Linked DNA regions of Rattus norvegicus: region 2 is linked to region 1. The links are chromatin contacts, called in public Hi-C maps. All regions are on one chromosome and are shown on one strand. The core of a region is the stretch at or near the end of the contact, and the rest is flanking DNA. Distances in the headings are between cores, read along the strand shown.

The links. A called contact is a pair of places that touch in the nucleus more often than the background predicts.
Region 2: a Hi-C map of frontal cortex shows a contact between it and region 1, with 1.9 times the contacts expected there. The contact joins the enhancer-like site here to the promoter of Reep1 in region 1. A contact is called at or near these places in 2 of 12 Hi-C or Micro-C datasets (frontal cortex and psoas muscle).

The regions. Positions count from the first base shown.
Region 1 is chr4:105,302,450-105,308,350 of GRCr8, forward strand. Reep1 (receptor accessory protein 1) reads left to right here and starts at 1,933. Exons shown (of 7, transcript NM_001108633.1): 1 at 1,933-2,107. The coding sequence starts at 2,076.
Region 2 is chr4:105,412,514-105,417,882 of GRCr8, forward strand. Reep1 (receptor accessory protein 1) reads left to right here. Exons shown (of 7, transcript NM_001108633.1): 7 at 5,147-5,369. The coding sequence ends at 5,157. Among named protein-coding and RNA genes, the nearest start is that of Mrpl35, 17 kb to the right of the region's middle. Within about 2 kb of position 1,253, at least 20 of the 93 cell types and tissues checked have an H3K27ac peak or open chromatin away from gene starts, as enhancers often do.

The DNA.
Region 1 (5,901 bases), core at 683-3,182:
GCTTGGGAAGAATTCGTTTTCAACCCTGGAGAGAGCACAGGCCATGTAACCACTAGAGGAAAACAAGGCAGCAGGAAAGCAGGAGCCATAACAAATATTCCCTAAGGAACGCAGGGCCAGGCAGGTTTATGATTTCCTAATCTGAGTAACTTGAGTGGGCACTGGGACACAGAAGCTTCTCTGGTAGTCTCATACATAAATGCACAGTGGCCTGCGGTGTGAGGATTCTTTAAAGAAGTGATTTGGGGCATGAGATTCACAGCTGCCCCAAAGTGAAATGACCAAGCTCCCCAGCTTCACCACTACATTAACCCCCTTGATATTACAAGTATTTTATGGGTTCTCTGAGACAAAGAGGACGTAGAGACAAAGAGACATCAAAGAAGACAGCTCTCTCATAGCCCCTTAATATCAGAAAGTGTATGTTGATACACATGAGAGAAAGACAGAGACAGAGAGAGTGAGAATCATGTAGTCCAGGCTGGCCTTGAACTCCCTTCATAGCCAAGAATGACTTTAAACTCACCTTCCTGTCTCCTCCTCCTGAGGGTGAGTGTTTCAGGGTCAATTACCGATCCTGGGTTTGGAGTGAGGGGGTTGAGACTGATCTTAGGATTCTAGCCCTGGCTCCCGATTCTACCTCCCAAGAATTGGAGTCATAGTTGCATGCCACCGTGCATATTCTATCGCATTAGAAGGCACTGCTTTTCAGTGTCTTTCAGTCAAGGTCCAAGGTCACCTTGCCACTGCAAGAAACCATCTTGGGCAGATATCCTTTAGGAAAAGCTAAACTAGGACTCTGCAGAATTTCTCGTACTGGGCACTGAATTTTACACAATATCCACAAAGAAGAGCAAGTCACTGGGTCCTAAACTACCAGAGGGAGGAAGCAGCAAAGCCCAGGCTTAAAGGACAAAGGCTTCCAAGTGCTGTGGAAGTTGGTGCAGGTCCATCCTCAGGGTGAGCAAAGCAAGTCACTCAGCCGGGCTGCAAAATTTAAAGGGACAAATACTATATGGTGCAATCATTTTTAAAGGAATTAATGTGTTTATAGCTGAAGGCAGTTTCCATTTTGCCCGAGATGCCACATGGCTCTTAATGCTGCTGGGCCATGATGTACACCGTGGCTCTCATAACCCAGTAGCTGAGGCTTGAAGATGAATCAAAGACAGAAATACATGGATGGACAAGGAGTGTCCACGGTGCGGGTCTGTGAGACGGCTTCCCTGGTACCTGCTGCCATGTCTGATGGTGATGGTGACCGGAGGTATCACGGGACCTATATTGAACTGACTCTTGCAGGTTGACCTCTGACTTGTGTGATAGTCCGTGTGTGTGTGTGTGTGTGTGTGTGTGTGTGTGTGTGTGTGTGTGAGAGAGAGAGAGAGAGAGAGAGAGAGAGAGAGAGAGAGAGAGAGAGAGAGAGATCTGCAGTAAAAAGAACTGAAGGGACTTGTGGTGAATGGTGATAGTGTTGCAGGCAGAGAAGGGATCCTGTAGGGACACTAATGTTGCCAGTAGGCAGACACTTGCTGAGATGCTGTAATGATGACTTATGGGGTGTCAGTTGAAGACTTCAGGTTTCTTCTGAGGCTAGCGTATTACATGTCTAAGTGAAGAATGACAGAACCTCGTCCAGACAGGTATAGGTAGGATTTCAAAGTCCAAATTCAAACCTCAGTTTCCCCACCGTAATAATGAAGGTGAAACAGCCCTGGGGGGGGGGCGGTTCAGAGGCCCAGCCCACTGGGCCACCGCACCACAAGGTTTCTCAAGGAGGGTGGAGGAGGACCCGCCCTGGCTGCAGCCCTGGGGCTGGGACGAACTGAGCAGGGGCGGGTCGCGCGGGTGCCCTCACCGCTAGCCGCCCAATCGCCGTGGGCCCGCGGAGCCCCGGGGGGCTGGGGCAGCGGGCGGAACGAGCCGCGGCTGCGCCGACGCGCGAGCGCGGGGCCGGGCCGGGCGGGTGCGCTCAGTCTGGCGGCGGCGGTGCGCGGACAGACAGACGTGTCGGGAGCGCAGCACCGCCCGCAGCCCAGCAATCCGGGCCGCGCCCGCCAGCCAGCCCGCCCGCCATGGTGTCGTGGATCATCTCCAGGCTGGTGGTGTAAGTGGCCTCTTCTCCTGTGTCCCTTCTTCCCTTTCTCTCCTATCCCCACGTCCCCTTAGGGCCGCGCGCCCCTGCGAACCACCAGCCCGGGTTCGGTAGATCTATTAATACCCCGCGGTCGCTAAATTTAGCAGGTACAGTAGCTGCCTGGGGACGCGGGGAGCGCGAGGCGGTGTAGGACGCGCGACGCTACTGACCCATGGGTAGCCGCGGGCACAGGCGGCGCCTTGCAGGGGGACCGGGGCGTGGGTCCTCGCACGCTGGTGGAGTCACCGGGGCTGGGCAAGGCATCTTGCCTTGTCTCTGTTGCTTTGTTCCATCCCGGGTGGGGCGGATTTGCAGAGGCTCCGAGTGGGTAGCCCGCGCGTCTCTCTCCTTTGGAAGAAAATGCCTTGGGCTTGCCTGACGCTGTGCTTTTGTCGGGTGAAAATGACATACAGTCCAGACAAGCGAGGGGAGCTGCCTGAAGGGGTCTTCGCGGAGACTAGTAGCCAGATGGAGGTGGGGCACTCAATGGAGTAAGGAAAATACTCCTTTTTAGGTGTCTCAAATAGAGGCTAAGGCAGGTGGCAAGTAGATTAGTATGCACCTTGGAGTAGATGTCTTCGTCCCTCTTGCCTGCTCTCCTTGGCAGGGGTTTGAGAGACCGGGGCAGACATCTCTAAGGAATGCACCGTGAAATTTCCAAGTGACAGACAGCACCCCACCTCCCCCCAAGGGCGGTGGCAGTGACACCTCCCGGGCGGTGCAGGCGAGCAGAGTCATCTGGGGTGAGGCCTGTTTGAAGTCCTTGGGGGATGTGTGGTGGGGACTTTTGTTTTATTTCCAAGGTTCTTGCCTCTTTCCTTCCCTACCTGGATCTGGACGATAGATTTAGCCCCTGCTCAGGGGACGTGGGACTGAAATGGGTCTGGGGAGGCTTGTGTAAAGAGCACGTGGCCAGCGTTTTCTTTGTCTAAGAAAGAGGGGCTGTTAACTCCCTTTGACCGTGCAGTGCACATTCGTCTCTTCTCCTCTTCTGGGCTGATTTGCGAAGCCGTCCAGGGTAGCCGTCTTTAAAGTCCTGGCCATTGTCTCCCAGGTATCATTCTGCCCGTTCCTCCCAAAGCCCTTCAAGTTACTCCACAAAGGTCTCTCCAGCAGCTGTTGTCAGCTGCGGGGTTGTCCTGTGCCTTCAGGTGGCATGTAAGATATTCCCATTTCTGTGCATGGCTGGCATCAGTAACAGGGAAGCCACAGAATGCCTTGCCACGCCTCATGCCTGACTGAAGCTTGTCTTCTCTTCCGTGGCAGTTTCCTTCCTGAAGGGGTCCTGAGATCTTTGGATTTGCTAGTGACCCCTGGAGGACCTCAGGGTGGGGCAAGGGAGCACTTGCTTGCCTGGTGGGCTTTCTCTGTAGGTCCTCAACCAGGATCCTGCAACCATTCTGGTTTTCTTATCATCCCCCACATAGGAGGCAACTGAAGGGGGCATAGGAAAGACGTGGGATGTTGGGTGGGGTTGTAACAGTGTGTTGCTACCTTCTGAAGCAACCACACCTTGAAAAACTGAGACTTCGGATGACTTAAATGACCCTGAGAATTGCTCCCGGTCTACAGCTACCGGCCGGCACCAGAGGTTGGTGGGATTTGAAGCAACTTGAAAAGGTCAGGGATACGTCCAACCGCGTCCCTAATTCTCAACATAAACCCAATGTGAATTATTAACACCAGTTTTAATCACATTTCTATTTCAAATTAACAATACCCATTATATAGTATCAGCTGGTGTAAATAAACCGAAATCCAGCTACATCTCTGTCACAGAAGGAAATCTCATGGAATATAAAGGAGCTACAGTCTTTAATAATATTGCTTATTCTAACGTATTTTGATTCTGCCCAACATTCTAAATAGGTGAAGGGACATTTTATGGCGCAGTGCCAAGGTGTGGGGCTGGGATGCTGTGTTTGGAATCAAGAAAATAAATGGCTCAAAATCCAGTTCTGCCTCTTGCCAGCAGATCCTAGTTCAGAGCCCTGATTACAACAGTTCTCAGTTCCCACGCTCATTAGCTGCACATCGCTGTTGCAGAGGTTTCAATAACACGTTACATGTGCCTTCCCAAGCACCATGGAGAGCACTAAATCGATGGCGATTCCCCCTATCCTCAGGGTACACTGCAAGACGCTCAACAGCTTCCTCTATTTTATACATTGGGGTTCTAGAGGAAACAAAATTTGGACAACATATGGCTTAATTACTAATAAAAATCACTAATCCAGTCCTCCGCCCTCATCTGTAGAACTGCAGAGGGAATGCGCTTCGACCAAGGTCAAAGACCAGGTGAAGAAAATGAGTTCCAGCCACTCAGACTGGTGGAGCCACAGTCAAGGAGCCCTGATGGTTACGCTGAAGTTATCCCTTTAAGTCTCCCTTAGCCCTGTGGTCTGAGCGTGTGTTATGGATTGTTCATAAATCCCATTTCCTTCCTGTGAGCAGTCTTTTCAAAGTTTTGTAACTACATCAAAGAATATTTAAGGAAGACTGATCACTGTGTTTGAGGATGGGGAGGGAGTGTCTTCCTGTCTTTATGGTCTCAGTCATCCAACTGGGACCTGGGACAAGCTGCTGCTGCTGCTGCTGTTCCTTTCTGCCACTGGCCCTGAGTATTGTGAGGGCTGATTTCCTCCATGGGCCCTTGCCCCCTCCAAAGGCAGCAGCTCCTGCCTCTCCCCCGTTCTCATCCCTCCCTCCACCTGGCATCTAAGCCCACTCAGCAAACATTGGTTTTGTTGAAGAAACCCAGAGGCACTGGATACAAGGAAGGAACCTGGTCAGTGCTGTCCTGTGATGATCGGACTCTCTGGGCATCAGGGCATCTTGTGTCCAGTGAGCACAATGAGTGAGCCTTGGTTTGACAAACTTCTTCTGGCTGCCCATGTTCCTCCTGATTCCTTGGGCTCAATGAGAGAGAAATTACCAGCCAGCGTAGCAGCAAGGTGGACCTTGTTAGATTGAACCTGTTTTGGTCTCTTCATGGGTATGGAGATTACTTAGAATTTGCCTACTCGTTCTTTTTTTTTTTTTCCCCCCCTTCGGAGCTGGGGACCAAACCCAGGGCTTTGCGCTTCCTAGGCAAGCGCTCTACTGCTGAGCTAAATCCCCAACCATTGCCTACTCGTTCTTAAGTGGGGCCTCCTGTGCTGAGGCTGGACTGATTCTGTGCATGCTAGGCAAGGACTGAGCCAATCCACAGCTCTCACCTCTTTTCAAATAACTCAAGGCCTAAACATGAATGAATTTCACACCGGGAGACGATGCTCATGAGTAAACTGATGGAGGGGAACACAGAAGCTGCTCTGTGACTCAGGAGAATGTGCCCTTCTGAAGTGTCCCAAGAAGCAAGTACTCATTGTCTCTGGCAAATGTTGGCCAAGGTCCAAATGTTGGCAGAATGGACCCAGGGCCTCCCACCCAGTGTGTGGTTACAAGACCAAAGTCGCTCCTCACTACAGGAGAAAAGGATAATCTTCATTCAGTGAAAATTTGTGAATATCTAATGAGTATACTGAAAAAAAAAGGATTTATTTCTGCCTTGCACTGTCCCTAGGATCACTTCTTTTCTCTGCTATGCTGAGGATGCAATTCATGGTCTTGAACATGCTGGACAAGGGCTAGGCAAGGACTAGACAAAGGCTAGGCAAGGAAGGGCTAGGCAAGGGGTAAGAGAGGCCCCACCACTAGCTACACCTACAACCCTGTCTTAGGGTTTTACTGCTGTGAACAGACACCATGACCAAGGCAAGTCT
Region 2 (5,369 bases), core at 3-2,502, 110 kb after region 1:
GAGAGAGAGAGAGAGAGAGAGAGAGAGAGAGAGAGAGAGAGAAACAGTAAATCAAAGGTATATAGGATCAGGAGAAAATTGTAAGTGCAGGCCACCTGCTCCTTCCTCACACCCACCGAAGAGGGAAAGCAGTAACCAGCATCCACAGTGCACTGGCACTCAGAAGTGTGGCTGTCCATGTTATTTTCTGCCCCAAGAGTGAGACAGACTGTACAAACAAGGGACTAGGGACCCAGCTTAGTGGTAGAGCATTTGCCCAGCATGTGCAACGGCCTGGATTTGACTTCCAGCATTCAAAAAAGTAAAAATAAATGGTAAATACCAACAGCACACTTGACAGACACACAGGAACCATTCTAACAGTTGGGCTGGTTTTTAGGCGGGGTTCTGGGTCGTTTCCATCTGAAGCTATTTCTGTCCCCCAGCCACCCACACTGGCCTCCTTTGCTCCCACCCTCTGCCCAGATCAGTTCAGGCTTCTACTCCTGCCTAGATATCTGGAATGGTCTCCATTCCTGGGAGTCACAGGATTACCTCTTTTCAAAGGTTCAAGGTTGCAGTGAAGAGTGTGCACAAAGCCCTGTTAAGAGTTTCAGTACTGAGATGGGCACTGAATTTTGTTTCTTTCTTTGTTTTATTTTGCTTTTGTGTCTGAGACACAGTCTCCACACTGGAGCCCAGACTGGCCTGGAACTCACTATGTGGCCCAGGCTAACCCAGAGAAAACTTGTGCCTCTGTTTCCCGGTGATCGGATATTGGCATGCATGCCCACTCGTGAGACGCCTGTTATTGTTGTAGTTAATGTGCGGTTTGGATGCTCAGCCTCAGTATGCTCTGGAAGGCAGGCTGAGGAATTACACACCCGAGGGTCCTGCTGTGTCTCTGGGTTATCATGCTGCCCGTGACAGCTGGCAGGGGAAAGCCCTGGGTTTAAGGGCACACACCTGTTCAGAGGTCTAAACTCAGCCAGTGAGGAACGCCATCCTGAGGATGCAGTTTTTTGCTGGGTAGAGCTAACCAGGATGCTTCTGCATTTACTTTGGCCTTGGGTCCTGACTAAGCAGGAGGAATCCTATCCAGAGGAATGTCCTGGTTAGTAAGTGCCATGCCCCAGTGTGGAGCAGATCTGAACCGTCTAGGATGGCAGCAGGCTTCTGCTTAGCTTATTGGGCTATCAGTGCCAGCTGAGTGCCCAGCCCTCCCTCAGACACTCAGAGAGTAAAAGGGATGAGCAGCCACAGCCCCACAGCTCGGGATGTTTTCTGCTGAGACAAGAGAACCATGGCATATGGCAGGAGCTGGCTGCAGGGTATAGACTCTAAGCATCATTCGGGGCTAGGGAAAGGCAGCTTTGGAAGACCAGGGTGTTCAAGAAAGGTGGGCTTACTGTTCTCAAGTCCAACAGCTGATTTAGGAAGGAAAGGACAAGAAAGCAACAAAACTTGGAGTAAACAAACTAAGAGAAGCACGGGGGCGGGGGGGGGGGGGAGGGCGGAGAAAGAGAAAGGAGAAAAAAAAAATCCAAGGCAAATTTGTGATGTCAGGCCCTGCTGTCCACCCACGGTTCAGCCCTGCAAGGCCTACTGATGGCAGCTGTGTGTTCGTGCTGCCCCCTGCTGGCTACCATGGAGCACAGCAGTGGAAACTGGAAAAGCTTAGTTGCAGCCTTAGTTACAGCAACCAGCCCTCTGGTGATAAGATTGGAGCCAGATCTGCGACTGAATGTGACTTAGAAGCAGCAGCACTGTATCTCAACAAGAGCTGGGGTTTCTGTCTGTGGACCTTAGAGTTGTGAAACAGGATGAGTTGTGGACCCTCTAGCTCTACCTTCTGTAATTCTGGATGGAGACAACATACCAAGAATAGAACGATGTTCTGGATGAAGATAATACACCAAGAACAGAACCATGGATGTGTTTGTGGATGCCAGATAAACTGGGTAGGGCAGAGAATAATTTACAGACTGCCTAAGCTAGGGCATTCTGGCTCAGCAACATGGCCGCATCCAATGGGTCACCTTAATGCTGGAGTGAAGTAGGAATCTTGCTGTCACATGCGGGTGGGATAGGGGATGAGTTCAGATTTCGCATTTCTATGAGGGTCCTCTGCTGTCTAGCACCAGGTATTTTGAAATGAAAAATCTGCACAGTTCACCTTAAAATGATCCCTTTGGGTCTCTAGGCCTACATTTTACATCCTGTGTCTTACAGAATGCCTGGTGCTGCATAGACAAGGGTGCTGCACTGTCAGCATCGCCTGTGTGTAGTTTAGGAAGCATCACCTCTCAGAGGAACAACTCTGGTCTTCAGAGAGGCTTTTTCCTGGGCACTCCTCAGGTGCTCACTCACAGGTCTAAGGATCAGTCCATGGCAAGCCTCAGAGTTAAGGACGTGTCCTCTCCTGTCCTCCTTCAATGGCTTTGAGCCTACAATTCATTCTGTACAAGCTGCTGGGTCTTCCACTGACACCTTCACTTTCCTGAGTTCCCTAAAGTACCACTCTTCAGATCTGGAGCCCTGGCCGTCCTAACAGGTTTGCTGTGCCGTGTACCTAATCTCCCCCTCTGCCCATCCTTGCTCTCTTCTACACTGACCCCTTCCCGCCATCTTTGTCTCCTTTGTCAGATGGACATTAAGTGGTGGAGGGAGATGTGAGTGAGGGTGGTGTGAAGTCTTGGGAGCCCCACCAGGTCCAAAACCCACTGGCGTTTTCTGACGAGGAGGAGGAGGACCTGTTGGAGTTCATATACAAATATAAGGCACCGAGGAGGACCGAGTTTCCCCTGGAGGTACATGGTGTCTGGGGTGTGGACTAGAGCATGTATTTGCACTAGAGATCTGGGGGGCAGGGGGATGGGAATGGCATCACTTGTGATACCTGACAACACTTCGAGTAGTTAGAGGAAGAATGACTTCCCTTCATGAAACAGGTAGGACAAATCACCAACTTCCTGCCAAGATCTCTGTGTGTGTGTGTGTGTGTGTGTGTGTGTGTGTGTGTGTGTGTGTGTGTGCAAGTGCCTCACCAGATGAGTTATTTCTCCAGCTCCACAGTTCTTTAAAGTTATCAGAAAACAATATACGTAGTACTATGGCCAATTGTGGATATAGACAGGGTTTTGACAACAGAAGGACTATGCTTGTGACTCCTGGGCTGACACAGGTTGAGACTTACTAGTCACAGGTTCAGGGAAAAGCTACTTGGTTCCTCTCTGGTTCTTTATCTACTCAACCTTCTTGCCTGAGGGTCCATTGTGAAGAAGTCACGACTTCTGTCACGCACAAAATTAGAGGCCCTGGTGAAAATCGGATGGGATACTCACAAACATTCCCCTTCATAAGCCTTAAGTCTTAGCGTTCCTATTGACCCTGAGATGGAAGCTACAACCACCTCAGATGTAGGAGTTCCTCATATTCCTGGCCGAGATGGATCATTTCATATTCTCCCATATATTCTTTCCCCACCCTTCTCCAGGGCTGGGGATCAAATGGGGGTCACCCATATGTGTCAGGCAAACATTCTACCACTGAGCTATGTCTTCAACCAGTCAGTGTGGATTAGTGCTGGGTACTGGATGAGTCCTATCTGGCCTCAGGATCTGGGAAACCTCATGATGGGGAGAGTTCACTCTTAATCTCTAAATAGCCCAGAGCCCAAGGGATTGTTGTTGTTTGTGGTTTTGTTATTGTTATTGTTGTTAAGACAGTCTCATTCTATAGCCCAATCTGGCCTCTACCTTCTCTATAGTAGAGGCTGGCCATGAACTCCTTATGCTCCAGCCTTTACCTCTTGAATGCTGGGATCACAGGTTTGTATCAGCACACCTAGCTGTGGCTTAAAAGCTTTGCACACAGCTTCCATTACTGTAATGTCCAAGAGGCAGGTACCTAAAAAGGGAGGTTGCATTGCCATGGTCTCAGGCAACATCTAAACGTGAGCAGTGAACATTCCCTACCAGTGAGGCAATGGCCTGAGGTGTCTGGGGGAGCACTGAGCCAGTCAGTCACCAGGAGATGGTGGTGAAAGGGAGACAGGCCTCAGGAAATTCAGTCTGATGGGCAGTGAAGAGAGATATCCCATAGCCTGGACTTGGGTACAAAGTCCTCTGCTGTGGGGCAAATGCAGAGCACTATGAGGGAAAAGGGCTGGAGGTATATATCTTGTGGGTAGAGTACTTGTTTAGCAATGTTTGAGCCCTGGGCTCAATGCTCCAATATGGGAGGGAAACAAAGAAACATTCAGCCCTGTGTGGAGTACATTTGTAATGTCAACACTACACTTGGAAGGCTGAAGCAGGAGGATCATCCCAAGTTTGAGGCCAGCCTGGGCTACAAAATGATCTCATGGCTACCCTGAGCTACTTAGAATAACTTTGTCTCAAATGAATGAACAACACTAACCAAACCACTACGAGACACAAAGGTGGCTGTGTGGTCAGGCAGAGGCAAGAGTCAAGGGGGTCTTGTAGGCAAATGGCTTTGAAGTGGCACTCAAAGGGACTAGAAATATTTAAGAATAGGGCTTCCAATGAGAGGGGACAGTGGTGTGAAAGGACAGTGGAAAGTTCTCTGTCCTCACAGGAAAGCTTGGGTCTGTGGACAGTGGATTGGGGTCAGCTGTGTGAACCCCATTCTGTGGCATGCTAGGAGAAAGTCTTTTTCTTTCACTTCAATTGTAATGCCTCTTGTGGTTTGTGCCTCCTCTGAGAGAAAAGGTCTCTGCAGTCCTCTTCAGGGAGATGAGGTAGTATTAGCCTTCCAGGTATGGCTTGCTGGAGAGCAAAAGTTTTCACATCCAGAACAGAGACTGGAAGTTTGGAGCACACACCAGAAAACAGTTCCCAGAGGGAATATAAAAATCAGCAAAGGGCTGGAGCTGTCCCTTGTTCAAGTCACTGAAACAAGGAAGACATGCCATTCTACATACCCTTCCCTTCAGACTCAGGAAGGTGTGGTGGCCTTCCCAGGAGGCTCAGCCTCACCTCACATGGTACAAGGGTGTGAGACTAGAATCTGATTCCTGTTGTGGGGAACCCAGCTCTACCCAAAAGAGGGAGCCAGTCCAAGTATCCCTACCCAATGCTGTTCCCCAAGATTCCACCCTCAAGCCCCACAGAGGACGTCCTCTCTCTGCTTTCTCTATCAGGCACCGCCTAGAACCCTTCGGTCCCGCTTCAGGAAGAAAAGTACCTCATCCTCGGCCACTGAAACCACGTGAGATGAGCCAACAGCACCGGATCCACAGATGTCTCTCCTCTGCCTTAAAGAGCTAGTCACTAGTAACTCGGAAGTCCGCAGGCTGGGTGTGCTTTGAGTGTGCAGCCCCACAGACACGGCCTTTACTTGCTCCCCCCCCCTTCTGCCTTTAA